Linked DNA regions of Mus musculus: region 2 is linked to region 1. Evidence: chromatin contacts called from public HiChIP or PLAC-seq data. All regions are on one chromosome and are shown on one strand. Each heading gives the region's core, a stretch centred on a gene start, on an enhancer-like site or on the middle of the called end of the contact. The rest is flanking DNA. Distances are from core to core; before and after follow the strand shown. Region 1 overlaps Cracdl (capping protein inhibiting regulator of actin like). Region 2 overlaps Mgat4a (mannoside acetylglucosaminyltransferase 4, isoenzyme A).

Evidence for each region. HiChIP or PLAC-seq counts read pairs in DNA pulled down with a chosen protein or histone mark.
Region 2: an H3K27ac HiChIP or PLAC-seq map of regulatory T cell precursor shows a contact between it and region 1, with 3 times the contacts expected there. The contact joins two enhancer-like sites. A contact is called at or near these places in 3 of 115 datasets of contacts at active chromatin or transcription factors (embryonic stem cells, pancreatic cancer cells and regulatory T cell precursor).

The regions. Positions count from the first base shown.
Region 1 is chr1:37,692,506-37,700,260 of GRCm38.p6, reverse strand. The region is part of intron 1 of Cracdl (capping protein inhibiting regulator of actin like); the gene reads left to right. It overlaps Gm39628 (a long non-coding RNA gene), which reads right to left. Exons shown (of 3, transcript XR_865356.3): 2 at 5,808-5,941; 3 at 4,689-5,101. Among named protein-coding and RNA genes, the nearest start is that of Gm39628, 12 kb to the right of the region's middle. Within about 2 kb of position 3,095, at least 95 of the 459 cell types and tissues checked have an H3K27ac peak or open chromatin away from gene starts, as enhancers often do. A contact at or near this core is called in regulatory T cell precursor, where this site is marked.
Region 2 is chr1:37,473,702-37,481,456 of GRCm38.p6, reverse strand. The region is part of intron 5 of Mgat4a (mannoside acetylglucosaminyltransferase 4, isoenzyme A); the gene reads left to right. Among named protein-coding and RNA genes, the nearest start is that of Gm39627, 26 kb to the left of the region's middle. Within about 2 kb of position 2,881, at least 101 of the 459 cell types and tissues checked have an H3K27ac peak or open chromatin away from gene starts, as enhancers often do. A contact at or near this core is called in regulatory T cell precursor, where this site is marked.

The DNA.
Region 1 (7,755 bases), core at 1,846-4,345:
TTCAAGTGTTTAAGCTAGGCCCAGTGTCTCTCTCTTCCTCCTGCCTGCAGATCTAGATGTAGAACGCTCAGCTCCTTCTCCAGCATCATGTCTGCCTGGATGCTGCCAAGCTTCCTGCCATGATGATAAAGGGCTAAACCTCTGAAACTGTAAGCCAGCCCCAATTAAGTGTTTTCCGCATTAAGAGTTGCCTTGGTCATGATATCTCTTCACGACAATAGAAATCGTAGACACCATCTCTGTGCAGAGTGGCCCTCCTGCCTCCATCCCTGACACCAGTATCTCGGTCCTCCACCAGCCAGAGCCAATGGTCCACGGTGATTTCCACGGGGTCTCCACATCTTTTTGAATAGCAGGGATTCTGGTAGCAACTCCAGGGTTCCAGATGTCTCTATTAGAGAATAGATCAGTTCCCAGGCATCCTGGTACTGTGACCAGAACAGCTGGCTGTGGCATGTCCTGGGGGATACCAGAAGGTACCCCTTGAGTTCTCAGAAATGGTTCTACCAGGATATTCCGTGTTGGCTATCTGTCAAGCACTGCCAGCAGGGCCCAAAGAGGAGAACTTAGCTGCTGCAGAGAAGGAGCAGCCAGGCATGGGTCTTCTCCAGTCCTCTGGCCCGGGTGTTCTGAGACATGACCTGTGAGGTCCTTGCTGTCTGTCTTTATCACTCCATGCACTGTCTTGACCACAAGCCACTGCTGTACCCAAGCCACTCAACTAGCAGGGATGCACAATGCTAAAACCATTGCTGGTGGTGCCCTAGGTTGCCTGCTCTGGAGTATGTCTCTGGCTCACTGGGACTCCTGCTGACTTGGGTGGGACACTGCCCTCTGGGAGCTAAGGTCTTGCTTAGAGAGTAGCCTTCTCTTTGTCCCTTCCCAGGAATCCTAGAGTCCTGGTGATGCTGTGTAGAGCAGATGCAGAAACGAGGGAGGCTGGCTGCTGACAGCACCAGCTCCCATCGCCTCTGGGGCTCAGGCAGGCTCTGCTCCTTGGGCCCTTGTTTTAGCAGAAATAAGAGGGAGGAGCCTGTGGGTGGTGGTGGGAGCTGATACAGGAATGAAGAGTTGGCACTCTGACTGGGAAGGGATGCATGGCATCTGTGCTCCCTCTGCCCCGAGAGGTTCTAGTTGGAGGAAAGTCTCCTTGGAAGAGCCTTGCTTACAGAGGATGGAAACAAACAGTAAGCCTGCCTGGCCCTTGTCCAGCCGTGTAACCTTAGAGCCACCACTGGCGGTGACAAAACCCAGCTTATGTAACCTGAGGGCCCAATGAGATGAGATGAGGAGCCAGGACAAGTGGAACCTGTGTGATTCAGGAAGCTCCTGGGGGGCTCTGCCCACCTGGGCCCCATGTGATAATGCTGCCCTTTTGCCTGTCTCACTGTGTGGGATGGGAGCTGGAGTGGGGAGCGAGCGCTCTTGAGCTTGGTGGAGTCCTGAGGGTGTGAGTCCAGGTTTCTCAGAGGCTCCTTCCTGCAGCTGAAGATACTCCGGTGTGCAGTTATACTTGTTTATCTACCGTACCGCCACAGTGCGTGTTGGCACAACATCTCCATCTCCCTGGAAACCTGCTCTGGGATGCTTAGCCTAGGGTGCAGGCACAGAGGCTGGCTAGATGGCTTCTGATGTTGTTTGCATAGGCTAGGCTGCATCTCAGGGCTCAAGGCCTGCTATTTTTAAAGGGAGGGCCTTCACCAACATGCTACTTGGGCTCTTGAAGTTCTCCCTCATTTTTGCCCCTGTGACCTGGTGCCCATTAGCGGAGCTCAAGGGTCACATGTGGTGATGAAAGGCTGTGCTATGGAGATGGTGCCTGGCCCTGTCAGTGAGGCCCAGGCTGTGCCATTCTTAGTGGAAAGCAAGCTCGGATGTCTGAGGTGTTTCCTGATAGGTCCCAGCCTCTGTCATACACTATTGTGTTACCATGGTTACACGAGCTCACCAGTTGAAAGGGTGTGTGTGTGTGTGTGTGTGTGTGTGTGTGTGTGTGTGTGTGTGTGTGTGTGTGGCTTCTCAGTAACTTAGTTTACTGTTTTCAGAACAGCCACCAGTGTGGGCACATCGCTTGGTGGTTTGTTGGGATTACCATGGAGGCTTGGTGTACATAAGTAACCTAACCTGTTTATTAAGGTTGTCCTTTCTGAACATGCAGCTATCCAAGGCCTCTTAAAGACATAGATTGTCCTTTCAGAGAGGTGTGATCTTTAGGGACCAAGGGGCCAGCTGGTGAAATGCTACCAATCTAGCCATTTGGTTCTTCCCTGTATCCTTCCTTTAGCCCTGCCTATGCAGAGGCAGCCCTATGAGCCCTTCAGAGCCTGGCCAGCATGTTCACGTTTAACCATCTCCAACCTCCCTTCCCTCACAACCCCCCAGGTCCAGCCTTAATTCTCCTTGCTCTCCAAACAGAACCATAGGCCTCACAACCGTGTCCTGTCTGTCCAGAGAGCCTGTTCCCCTAGCCGACTACCCACAGGCCACCCTGAGGCGACTCTTCTGGGCTGTCTTTCCTCTGTCACCTCTGGACAGATGTGGCTGTCCCTGCTTCTCTCTCCTCTAGTATTCCATTCTTACCTGTCAGAGGTGGGCCAGGAATGTAGGCCTCTTCCCCTGACAGTCTGAGGCTCTGGTGTTGATGGCTTTGAGTTTAAAGACATGGAGGAAAAGAGCCTGAATAGGTGTTCAGAAAATAGCGTTTGAAGCAGGTTGGCTGGAACCATTAGATACCTATAATCTTCATTTTTGGTGTAATGCTTTTTGTGTCTGAGAACTTTGTCAATGTCAGAAGATTTCGCCACACACTGAAGTAGGTCTTGATTATAAAGAGCAAACATTTAACTCCAGGGTCTCAGTGGATCTACATTATGAAGTTGGTGTCTGTGCAGCTTACACAACTTGACATTTGGGTTCATCTTCCACGGAGATTGGGTGAAGGTCGTTGGGAGACCTCAGAGCTAACTCTGGATCCTTCATGAGCCTGAGGTTGGAGTCCCAGCTGCTGCCCAGGGCCCAGCAGGTGCCTTGCAGCGTCTCTCCTGAGCTTGCTTCTGGGCACCTCGGCATGAGTCAGAGCAAGTGCAGCGTGGGCTTGCAAGGGTGGCAGGGAGCCCAGAATTAGCTCAACTGTGCTTTAGGAGGGCTGTGGTGGGGAGGGTGAGACCATGCCAGGCAGCAGCCACAAACCACAGAGGGGGGTCACAACTCTGGAGTCACCACAGGCTTCAGAGTGAAGAGAAAGCCTGTGGCTCCTGGCACACACCCAGCTGTAGGTGAACAGTTGGTTCAAGAGTGGGCTGTCTGTACTCACAGCTAGTGTGATTGCCATGTCACTCCCAGGACGAGTGGCAGACAGGCATGGTGGTCACCATCCTTACTGCCTACGGTCTGGCCAGGTAGAGCAGCTCAGTGCCTTGGCACATCAGGCAGGTAGACATATACCTGAGCTGAGCCCAACAGCTGGAGGGGGAGGGGGGCTAAGATGGGGCTCCATCTGGCACTCTTCTTGCCCTTTGTAAGCTGCAGCAATTGTTCCCACGTGGCTTTGCTACATCACAGAGCATTTTATCTGCCCTCATGCCTTTTCCTACACAGGTATCTTGCTGAAGAGGCTGGTGCTTGTCGCCAGAGAACACAGGGAAACAGAACTTGTCACTCTGCCAATCTTCAGGACAAAAACCCAGGGGGCATGGAGGGATTGGGCTCTCGGGAAGCCACCAGCTGAGTCAGCCTGAAGGAATGGTGGCCGTTGAATTGTGAGAGTGTCCACGTTGATCTAGAAGAGAGAATGGCGTTTAAGATCCCAGTGTGCAGTGTGGGCACACGGTGCTAACTTTGCCAGCGCACTCGGTGTGCTCAGTGTTTCTGTGTGGCTACTCATGTGAACAGAACTGTCTGGGAAGGAAATGAAGACCTCTGAAGGGCCTCGGGGCAGTCAGCTCTGTGGCTGTGCCAGGCAACTTGTACCTTCACACCCCAGATGGCCATGGTGACTGTTGTCTGTGTTGTCAGGAGGCTATATGGCCTAGCTCTGTTGTCACCAAGAAGACTTGAAAGGGCCAGAGTTGTGGGTGCCTTGTCTGTGCTGGGGTATGGGATACTGGTACCCAGATTAGATCCAGTCTTCACTGGTCTGAGGGCATTGGAGAGTGTCAGTGCCAGCGTGACCATGTCTTCACTGGTCAAGTAGTATCTGGGGACCTAGCAGATGAAGCAGGAATTCTTTCCTTAGCCATAAGAGTTGCACCAGGGATATCAGCCTTGTCTCTTTAGCACTGGCTGCGGACTTCACACACACAGGCATTTGCTAAGTGCTAGAGCCTCCCACCCTCTTCACACCTCTCTGCTAGTACCCAGGCTCTGCACAGGGTGCCGCCTTTTTGCCCAGAGTCCCGTGAGTCTTGCGATGCCTTCCTTGGTTCCGATTTGGTTCTTTTCAGAGTACAGCATGTACTCGACAGCTCGATTGGGGCCCCAGCTCTACTGGGAGGTGGGCAGGGTCCAGAGGTCCAGAGAATGAGAGGCGCTTGCAGGCACTGTGCATAGGGTAGTGGGCATGCTGGGCTCTCTTGCCTCTTGATTCAGTGCTTTGCCAAGGTGCCTGCTACCCACCTGCTGCCTGCCATTGTCCTATCAGAACACGCTGCCCACACCACCTCAGCCTTTCTCTGAAAATCAAAGGTGTCTTAGCATTTTCTTTGCCTCTTTATTTTACACCGATGTATTATATAATAATAAGTATTATTATCACTCTATTATGATTATTATTATTCGATGTGCTGGGGATTGAACTCGGGGTCTGGCACATGCAAGCGTTGACCACTGAGCTACACGCCCAGCCAATTTCATCATTCTCCTCTTGCTTCTGCACAGCAAGCTTATTAGAACCAAGACAATTTTGGGGGGGGGGGACTTTGAGCTCAATGCCTCATGTGCACCACCCCATTTAATCCTGCAGACATGTGTGACAGTGCGCACAGTGGCTATCGTGCAAGGTTACTCAGCAGGTAAGCGGACAGCAAGTGCACATGGACAGGAGAGGACTTCTTAATTCTGTCCTTTTTCACTCCAGGCCAGTGGAGGCTTCTTCACAGGTCACCTGAGACCATCAGAAAACACAGATGTTTATATTACAACAAGGTAACAGTAGCAACATTCCAGTTAAAAAGTAGCAATAGAAAGAATTTCACAGTTGGGGGTCGCCAAGTCATGAAGAGCTGGGTTAAAGGCTCTCAGCAGTAGGAAGGTCGGGAATCACTTCTCTAGGCTGTGGGAGAGAAGAAAATGCCACAGAAGAGATGGTGTCCCTACCTGCTCATGGTACTTGATGAAGCAGGAGGTTGGGAATGTACACAAAGTGTAGCCTTTTTTCCCTTCAGCATTCCATGGCCCCCTTGCCTACAATGCTTAGCCTGCTAGCTACTCTTTTATTGCCAGCTTCCCTGGCCTTATCACTGGCCCTTTGCCCTTCCCTCCCTCTGCTGGGCTTGGAGCCTGGGGACACGCTCTGGGAGTTTACAGGTGGCGAGAGGGAACCAGACAGAGAGCTGCATGGCAGGTGGCCCAGGGCGGGGCGGGCGTACACACAGATAGTGTTCAGTGACAGGCCCCTGCTCCCCAGGAAGGCTGGCCAGTTGGAGTCAGGTTTCCCAAGGCCTTAGAGCAGGCAGGTAGGTCAAGCAGGAATGTAGCAGAGAAGGGAATGGCTATTCCCTGGCCAGTGTTTGTTCCAGCCCTGTGCCAGACAGCTCCCATTGTTTTATGAACCGGGTTTTGACGACAGCATTGGTTGCTTGGGTCCTCACCACACGGAAGCAATTGGAACCTCCTCCAGGATTCTTTAAAATAAATCACGGCTGCTTTCTCAGGCACATAATAGGATTGTTCCACCCTTGCCCACATCTTTGACATTAGGGCAGTCACGCTGCCATGCTGGTACCTGTAACCAGAAGAAAAGCGAGCCCACGTGAAGTGATCTACTTAAGTAACTGACCCCCAACAAGCCCAGGGATGCTAATGCAAGCAGCAGAGGAAACTCCAGAGTCTGTTGCTGCTGTCCAGGGCTCGTGAATCTCACAGTGTCTGTATAAATCTCACCCAGAGTCTGCCCGAAAGCTGCCTGCAAGCTCTCTGCATCTTTACCCGAGGCCTTCTGGGTTCTTCTAAGATACCAACTAATAAATAGCACAGGTCTTTAAAAGGGGTCTTTTAGGCACCCGTAATCCTTGTGTCTGCACGAAGCCATTAGAGTCTGTGGGATTTTCTTACAGGTAGTTCTCTGAGCCTTTTAGGATTATTCTGAATAGTTAGAAAAGTAAATCAAGGACCTTTGTCTGGGTGGCAAGTCATTAATGAGATTCATCCGCGGAAGCCGAAGGGCTCAACCCACTTCTCCACTGTAGCCTTTTGTAAGTTATACATGTCACTGGAATGGAGGCCACACCAGACAGAGGAAGGTCACTGGAATATAAGCTACCTGAGACGCCAGAGTCCTGGTCTCCAGGGCAGGGCAGGTGGCAGTTAGTGTCAGGGTAAGGGAAGGTCAGTCCTTTATCTTCCTGATAGGCTGTCACCATAATGGGGTTGAGTTTTTTGACTTTTTATTGGGACTGATAAAATTTGTTCAACAGAGAGCTGTTATGTTTATAAGCAACCCACAGATGGTGGGGAGAGAAACTCAGAGGAAACTGGGTAGCCAAGAAGCGCTTGCCTCTTTCCCACAAGACCCCGTGTTGTGCACCAAGGGCAAGCATTTGCCAGAAAGTCACTTTAATTGGGAAGTAAACTTGTGTGTTAGCCACAACACATTCCTGAGGTCATCAGCCTATGATAAGGCTTCTCTTGACTCTTTTTTTTTTTTTTTTTTTTTGAGGTTTCGGTGTAATATGGGTTGACCCACATTTCTGGGCCAGCAGCTAGGCAGCACTCAACGGTGGAAATGCATGCAAGGTAGAGAAAACTCTTCCAATGACTGGGCGGAAGAGAGTCAGGAGGAGCCTGGAGTCCGTGGTCCCATCAAGTGCACATCTCTAATGATGACCCTTAGGTCTCAGCATTTAGTTTCTGCCCCTTCCCATTAGTGCCCAGCTGGAGATCAAGTGGTCATGGTTGTCCTAAGGGTCATGGTGATTTTAAGACCTGTAGCAGCTTAGGTCTGTGTTTGCTGGCAGAATAGACCCATTTCTGCCCCATAGCTGAGGTTATGCATCTCAACGGGACTCAAGGGTTGTCCTTCACATCTGTTCTCCTCTGCCCTATAGCTGATATTCCAATTGAAATGGCCAGTTGGTCCAATTTTGAACATGGAAAGAGCTTTTAGGGATTGTCTCGATTGGGCCTCCCATTGGAGTATTCAAAGCTGCCTGCTTCTGCCCAGTATCATCTAGTGAGCAGGCCTCATGTTCCATGGGTTTTATCTAAAGGCACACATTTTGCTCCCGGGGCCTCCCACATTGGCACAGGTGGTTAGCAGGTGTCACAATGTTAGCATTTTCTGCCTCAAGAAAATTTCTCCATCTTTTGTTGTTGTTTAAACTTGTGGTCTTAGGGTATGTAGTTCACACAGCACGGAGAGTTACCTTTTAAAAGGAGTCATATTTCCAATCTTAGCCATAATGGAGCAATCCATTTTGGGTTTGCTTTCTCTCCTTGAACAACTGGACCGGAATACTACCTACCCAGTGCAGGTGTCGGATGCAAGACCCACATTTGCTCTGACATTCTGTCTGGGAATGCCGTCTGAGCCATGGCACA
Region 2 (7,755 bases), core at 1,632-4,131, 220 kb after region 1:
ACGGCCACCAAACAGAGCAGGAAGTTGATGTGGTTGTGCGGCAGTGTTGGCAGTTAGATGCTCTTCTAGTGGATTAGAGAGAGTGAGTGGTTCTTTGATGCAATGTTGGGCACAATTCAGCCTGTGTGACTGACAAGCAGGGATGTTGTTGAAAACTATGATTGCCAAAGCTTTGGAAGACTGATTTGAACCGAGAGGTGAATTAACTATCTTTGTTAATGTTTTAAATTCTTCTCCTACAGTTTTGTTTTATAAATGACAGTATTACATCATTAGGAATATAGGTCCAAAGCTCATCTTAATGCCCAGTATCCAGCTAAAGTTTTAGTTAATTAAATCAATGAATGTAGTTAATGTTTTGAGATAGCGTCTCACTACTAGCCCTAGCTGGCCTAGAACTCACTAAACCAGGCTGGCTCAAACTTGCTTGTCTCTGCCTTCCCACTACTGAGATTTTAGAGGCGTATGCTACCATACCCGGCTTCAGCCAGTATTTTTGAATTCACTGGTGCATTTATTAGTGGTTTGGGGGCAGGGTTGAGTGAGTTCAGCCTCACTGGATGGCAACATCGTTTCATGTCCTCTATTTTGACTTGTTGGTCTAGTATTTGTGGCACTTGATTCTCTTCCTTCCTGAATCACTTCAAAATTCGCTTAGCTCTGAGCTTAGAGTGTGCCTGGTCCCTCCAGTCCATAGTCGTCTCAGTCTCCTCCTCTTACTTTTCCCACTCACTCTGGGGATTGGATTCAAGGCCTCAGGCTTGCTAGGATGAGTGGTATAACCAGGTGTACTGGCTGGTTTTGTGTGTCAACTTGACACAGACTGGAGTTATCACAGAGAAAGGAGCTTCAGTTGGGGAAATGTCTCCACGAGATCCAGCTGTGGGACATTTTCTCAATTAGTGATCAAGGCTGGAGGGCTGGTAGTCCTGGGTTCTATAAGAAAGCAAACTGAGCAAGCCAGGGGAGGCAAGCCAATAAGCAACATCCCTCCATCGCCTCTGCATCAGCTCCTGCTTCCTGCCCTGTGTGAGTTCCAGTCCTGCATCCTTTGGTGATGAACAGCAATGTGGATGTGTAAGCTGAATAAACCCTTTCCTCCCCAACTTGCATCTTGGTCATGATGTTTGTGCAGGAATAGAAACCCTGATTAAAACACCAGACTTTTACAGAAAACCCTTTAGTTTGAAAGAGGGAGGCCTTGAGCTTGTGATCCTGAACCGCCTCACAGACAGTTGGGCCTGCAGGTGTGCATTAGTACATGCCCTTCCCCACTCCTGATCCCACTTTGCAACATTGTATTGAGCCTTTTATGGATCTTTCTAGTTTCTTAGGTAGTATTTAGAGAGTTTCCTATTAGGGACTCACTAAAATTGGTGGGTTTGCTCTTTTCTGTTTGCCCGGCCTCTGTCCCAGCTGCCCTTACTTGTTAGGTTATCTTGCCTAGTGCATTCCACCGCATTAATAAACAGGCTTCCGTGTCTGTTATCAGATTAATCTGCTTTTGGGGCTGCGTTTGGCTTCAGGGTGAGATGGCTGTGTGGTGCTGTGTGACGCTGCCCCTGCTCTGTTAGGTTTGTCCCGCTTTCTACACCGGTTTGGTGTATTCCCTTCCCTTCTTCTCTTCATATCCTGTTTTGGCTTCATGCTGCAGTTATCAGTGTTCGGCAAACACTGTTGTCCTTTGGATGTTCTTCCTCCTGTCTTGATTGAGAAAAACTCAGCTAAGCTTCTCCTACAACTGTCCCATAGACTGTCAGGGTTAGTTTTTGTCAACTTGAAACAAACTTATGTACTTGGAAGTAGGAACCGGAGTTGGTAGGTTTGCGTCCATCCAGTTGACCTGTGGACATGTATGTGGGTGCATTTTTCTTGATTATTTAGTGATGTAAGAGAGCCCTGCCCACTGTGATCCTCCTGAAAATGGTCATACTTTTAACTTTTACATTATGACTATGCCCCATTGAGTTAGCTTCTGTCGAGGTATAAGGTAATGTGAAAGTTCCGACCATCACCCATTCATTAACCCAGTTGCTCGTGTTGAGAGAACACTGTGAACACCGTGACCTCTCTGACATATTTATTGAAAATTCAGTGACTGTTAGGTGTGTGTGTTTCCTGTTGTATTTCATTATCTGGATTTGGAGCTAAACCTCATGCCAGCACTTCACCGCCTCCTGTAGGTTGGTGGGAAGTACTGACGCCGCCGCACAGTCTGGTCCTACAGTTTTGGTCTGCTCAGGATTGCTTCAGACGTTGAAGCCCTTTGTGTTTCCAAACACCTTCAGAATCATTGCAGTGACGTCTCTATGGCAACATCTTCAGTTGAGTGTGGTTTTCTTTGTTCTTTTCCTTAAGGCAATGGTCAAGTCATTGACTGCAAGTTTCTTTTCCTTCGTCCTCTCCGTCCCCTCACCTCCCTCTGTCCTCTCTCTTCTCTCAGTGAGTTTGTTGATAGACTCTACTCAGAAACCTTTTTTCTTATTACTTTGTATTCTACTTGTATTTTTATGAGTCACTGAGGGTATGGGCTTTTAGGCTACTGGCTGACAGGGGATAAAGCTGTGTTCTAGGCACCTGGGCGATAATTATATTACTACTTCTACTACTACTATTTTACAAAAATAAACTTGCCAACTTTCCTTCAGCCACAGAGCTCTTCTTGCTTGTCACCTCTGGTCATGAGACAAAGCCATGCCCTCGAGAGTCTGGGAATTTCAGTTGTTAATATTTCAGAGTGAAGCGGGTGGTTCTTGTATCTGCGTCTCATTGATAACGGTTGTGTGATTTCCAGGAAGGAACTTGGGGACGCCTGCTGACTGTCTTAACCACTCCAAAGCTTTCTAAGGCTCAGTCTTTCCTGTTAGATTCTCACTTTGTGTGCTTTGGGTGAGGTTAGTCGCCTGTGCAGTTTTAAACCTTTCCTCCCCTGAAGTACATGAGGCATATTGCCAGCCTCAGCCACGGCTCTCACTCACTGGAATTATGTTTTCTCAGACTCTTTCTCTTGTTGAATGAGTGTTTATTGAAGTACCACTGTGAAGCAGGTGCTGGGGACAATGACAGATAAATTCCCCGATCTGAAATTTGTACAAGAGTATTTCTTTCTGTCACGATGGCTCTCTGTTTTCGGGGGGAGATTAACTCCTAATTTGATGTACAGATTGCTGAGCAGTCCGTGCAGCACTACCGTTGGCTCTCCGATATCTATCCTGGCTGTGAATGTCTGTCCTGGCTCCATTCCCTGAGTTCTGTTTGCATTTTTTCACCTCTGAGACCTCAGAAGTCTTGGGGCTCAGGGTAGCTGGCAGGAGGAGGAGACACAGACCCTGTGACTCTGTCTTGTCTCTGTGGCATTCACAGCCACAGTTCTTTCAGTTTTGCTTTTCTGCTGCTTTGTTCCTAAAAAGATGCACGCAGAGATGATGGGTGGGGTTTTTTTTTTCTTTAGCAATGTAAGCAATTCAAAGCTATAAGCTCCCTCTAAGAACCATGTTAACTATATCTCAAGTTCTTTTTTTTTTTTAAGCTTAAAGAGAAGGAGGGTGGATGTGAATGACTATGAATGGGAGTGTGCACCACATGTGTGGTACCCGCAGGGGCCAGAAGTGGCAGATCGCCCCAGAGCTGGAGTTATAGGTGATGGTTGTGAGCTGCCTGGTATAGTTGCCAGGAACCAAACACAGGTCCCCTGCAAGAGCAGTCACTGCTCTTAACTGCTGAGCCATCTCCCCAGCCCCTGCACCCCATACATGCCCCCTGGTTTTCTCATTCAGATCAGAATACTTTCTAAGTTCCTATGTAATTTTTTCCCTTGACCCATGGGTTACGTAGAAATGTGTTTTTACATTCTTACCTATTTGAGAATTTCTCACAATCCCCACTGTTAACCAATCTCCACTTCAAACCCTCTGTAGTCAGAGAACACCATTTACGTGGTGGTGTCCCTTTCAGCCTTCTCAGTACTCGTTTGTTGGCTTCTGTGCTTCATGTGCGCCCAGAGGAAATGGATCCTGCCTGTATGCTTGCATGACATATTTTCATAGAGGTGTTTAGTAGGTTGAGTTGGTAAAATTACTAGAGTTTAGGGTTAAAGTTTTGTCTTCAGAGTCCCAGTGGGCTAGCCTCGGCTACACATCCAGATGATCATTGATGGGCTAGCCTCAACCACACCTCCAGATTATTGTTGATGAGAACAGAGAAAGGACTTTGCTTCAGTCAACACGGCCATGTGAGACAGAACAATTGAAGGGCTTCAGGACCCAAAGTCTGTCTCCAGGGCCTGATAGAACTTGGAGATTTGGTAGAAACGAGAAACAGAAGGGGCTCTGGAGTTTGCTTGACAGACTGTCAGGAAATCTGGTTCAGGCCAATGCTCTGAGATCTGTGTGTCTCAGTTCTGAATCTGCAAAGCATTCCTTCCATCCCTGTCATCATTTGAGGGGGCAGTCTGGTTTCTGGGTATGATTGCTCCTGCCATGGGGTTCAGCCTCAGCCTCTGAAATAGTTGCCTCCAATTGAGGGGTGATTTGCCCTGTGATTAGGGGGAAGTTTTAGTCCAATCATAAAGATACTCGTTGATCAGTTCTGTGTCTTCTGATGTCGAATGTAGCTGCTAAGAGGAGGAGTCAGGAGGAAAAGTAGTTAAAGCAGCAGGATAGAGCCAGAAAGGGGCCAGAATGGGGCCAGAAAGGGGCCAGAAAGGGGTCAGAAAGGGGCCACAATGGGGCAGGTGGGGAGGGAGGCTGGAGCCGGAGCTTCTACAGTGTGGAAGGCGCTCTGCCCTGTATCTGTACTAATCTAGTCGGTTGTCTGGATTTTAAACGGTGCGTGACCATACTTGGGCATCAGTAGTATCTTGGCCTGTTGCTTTTCAGCAGCTAAACCCTTAAGATATTTATATACATGTTAGTTATAAATCATATAGATGATGACTGAAAATGTATTTATTTCATATCCCATGGAGTTCAGTCATGATCCAACAAGAAAGGAGGTGGGTACGTTAGGGAGTAAAATACAACCTGTCCATAGAAGACTCGCATGACAGGTGCTTGGGAGCTCCTTGGAAGATGAGGGTCAGGGAAAGGAAGAAAGGGAAACGATGCGTGGCCACCATGGAGTAGGTTTATTGGCACAGAGGTCATAGGGCAAGGACATGTGACCACAGCATTCCTGAGATGTTCAGGAGGAAGCTGGTGAGTGGCTGGAGCTCAGTAGGGGGCGGTCGAGAAGAATAGGATGAAGGAACATGGGACTTTAGGTCACCACACAGCTCTACTTTTGCTCCAAGTCGAGGGGGCTGGCAGGTAATTTTTTTTTGTAATAACCAATGGTAAATATTTTCAGTTTTGTGAGTCATTCGGTCTATGTCAGAACTATTAAAATCTCCGTGTTCAGCCTGCAACTATCTGTGGATCGTATACAGTGAGGGTTATGATCATGTTCTAAGGAAGTATAGGACAGTGGGCCGGGGTCAGGCTTGCTGAATATCTCGCTCCAACATGGACAGCTCCTTGAAAGTTCCAAGCAGAGAAGCCACTTGACATATCATGATAGCTTTTTTTAAGTTATGTGTATGTATATATGTGTGCACATATTCGAACCATGTGTATACCTGGTACACTCAGGCCAGAAGGGAACAGAGGATCTCCCGTTACAGGAGTGACAGATTAAGGTTTTAAAAAGTTATATTCTTTCTCTCTCTCTCTGTCTCTCTCTCTGTCTCTCTCTCTCCTCTTTTGTGAGTGTATGAGTTGTGTCCGCTTGCATGTAATGTTTGAGTGCAGTGTTTATGTTGTGTGTGAGCGTGTTGTATGTATCAGCAGCTGTGTGTGTGCGTGTGTGTGTGTGTGTGTGTGTGTGTGTATGTGTGTGTGTGTATGTTCTGTGTCACACAGAGGTCAGAGCACAGCCAAATACTTTGTTCCTTGCTGGGGTGCCTTTACCCACTGAGTCATCCTGGGAGCTCAATACTCTTTTTTTTTTTTTTTTTTTTTTTTGATGAGGCCTTATTATGTGGGCCTGTTGGCCTTGAGCTAACAGAGATCCACCTACCTCTGCCTCCCTGCTGGGATTAGAGGCTTGCCATACCCAGTCTCCTCATGGGCACCAGTACTCTTTAACTGTAGACCTCATTTGAATTCCTTGCTGTTACTGCTATGGTCACTCTGTTTCGGCATCCCAGGTTGCATCCAGTCATCCTGAATCCACAGTTTCTTCTCACCGTGGCAGCTCCTTAGGAATCTGTACAGTCTTATGAGTCCTGGTCACCTGTGCGATAGCATCTCCGCTTGAATGTCTCACAATTGCACCTTAGTCACAGACCTTGCTGAGGTGTCAAGGCCTGCCATTTGAAAGGCACCCACTGGCGGCTTTATTAAGGATAGGGACTGTTGTCATGATCCAGGCAAGTTCTGGACTAGGCTATCCCACTAGGTTCCTGAAGAGGTGAGTTTATGAAGTGATTTGAACTGAAAGAGTGCTGGGGCCTGTGTGGGAATGTCTGCTGTCATCTGCAGATGAGAGGAGACAGAAAAGCTAGGACAGATCATTCAAATGAAGAAGAAGTAGTCGCCTTTTTTTTTTTTTTTTAATTTTTTTAGCCTTTTAACTTCCTCTTTCTGACTCACTATATTACAGCACACGACCGTTTTAGAAACTAGTAAAGCTCACAGAAATACTGTGGTATGTGTTTGCCTTTGCTTGAAGTTTAAAAAGTGAAGTATTTATGTGGGCAGTAGTACTCTTTGTCTCAGAGCAGAAAACAAGGTTTTTTGTTTTGTTTTGTTTTTTGTTTTTGTTTTTTTTGTTTTGTTTTCATAAGCTTTCAACCCCATTTTTGAACATGCTGTCTGTCCTCTTGGTCCTGCTGATTGTCAGGTACAAATTACCTTCCTGGAATTCTCACTGTCTCTTTAGTATGTAAAATCAAGTGTGTTTCTGGTGGTGGTGAACCTTCTGACATAAAGCAGCTAGAGAGAAGGGAAATGTCCAGTTGACCATTCTGAGACACTAGGCCGTAGACTCTGCAGGGTAAGGCTGTTGTCCAAGAGACAGAAATAAATGCCGTGAGCCCTGGCTTCTACCTGGTAACAACATTCTGCGTCAGTACAGAAGGAAGAATACCAACCGAGCTGCTGGAAAAATCTCAGACTCTGAGGGTTCTGAAAGGAGGAAGTTATGCAGAAACAACCCGAGGCAGCCTTTGCTGTGTCAGGACACTAGTCTCAGAGGAGTCAGCCTAAGACAGGAGGACAAAGGACATGAAGCCCAAACACTTCCAGAGTTCAGGTCAGATTAGACTTGAGCGGCATGCCTTAGTGGCCTCTTCAGACCCTTTCGTGTGGTATGTGGTCCGATATTAAATTCATGAGTTATTTAAAGCTGTACATGAAAATGCTTTCTCATTCTGTAAAGGCCTTTCTTTGAGACAGGGTGTCACTGTGTAGCCCTGGCTGGTCTGAGCTGTGGAGTCCAGTCTGATCTCGCACTCGGAGATCCATTTGTCTCTGCCTCGATGATGGCCTTTGACTGGTAATCAGTCTTTGCAGCCCACTTTGTTTACTAAGTTTAGGACTAAAGTACAGGTAGTCTCTGGTCCCTGCTGGTCTCCGTTTGCCTGGAGCACCTTTTGAATCTCCTCACTTTCTGTATATGTAATCAAAGATAATATGAGGCAGCATACTGGTGTGTGTGTGTGTGTGTGTGTGTGTGTGTGTGTGTGTGTGTGTGTGAGAGAGAGAGAGAGAGAGAGAG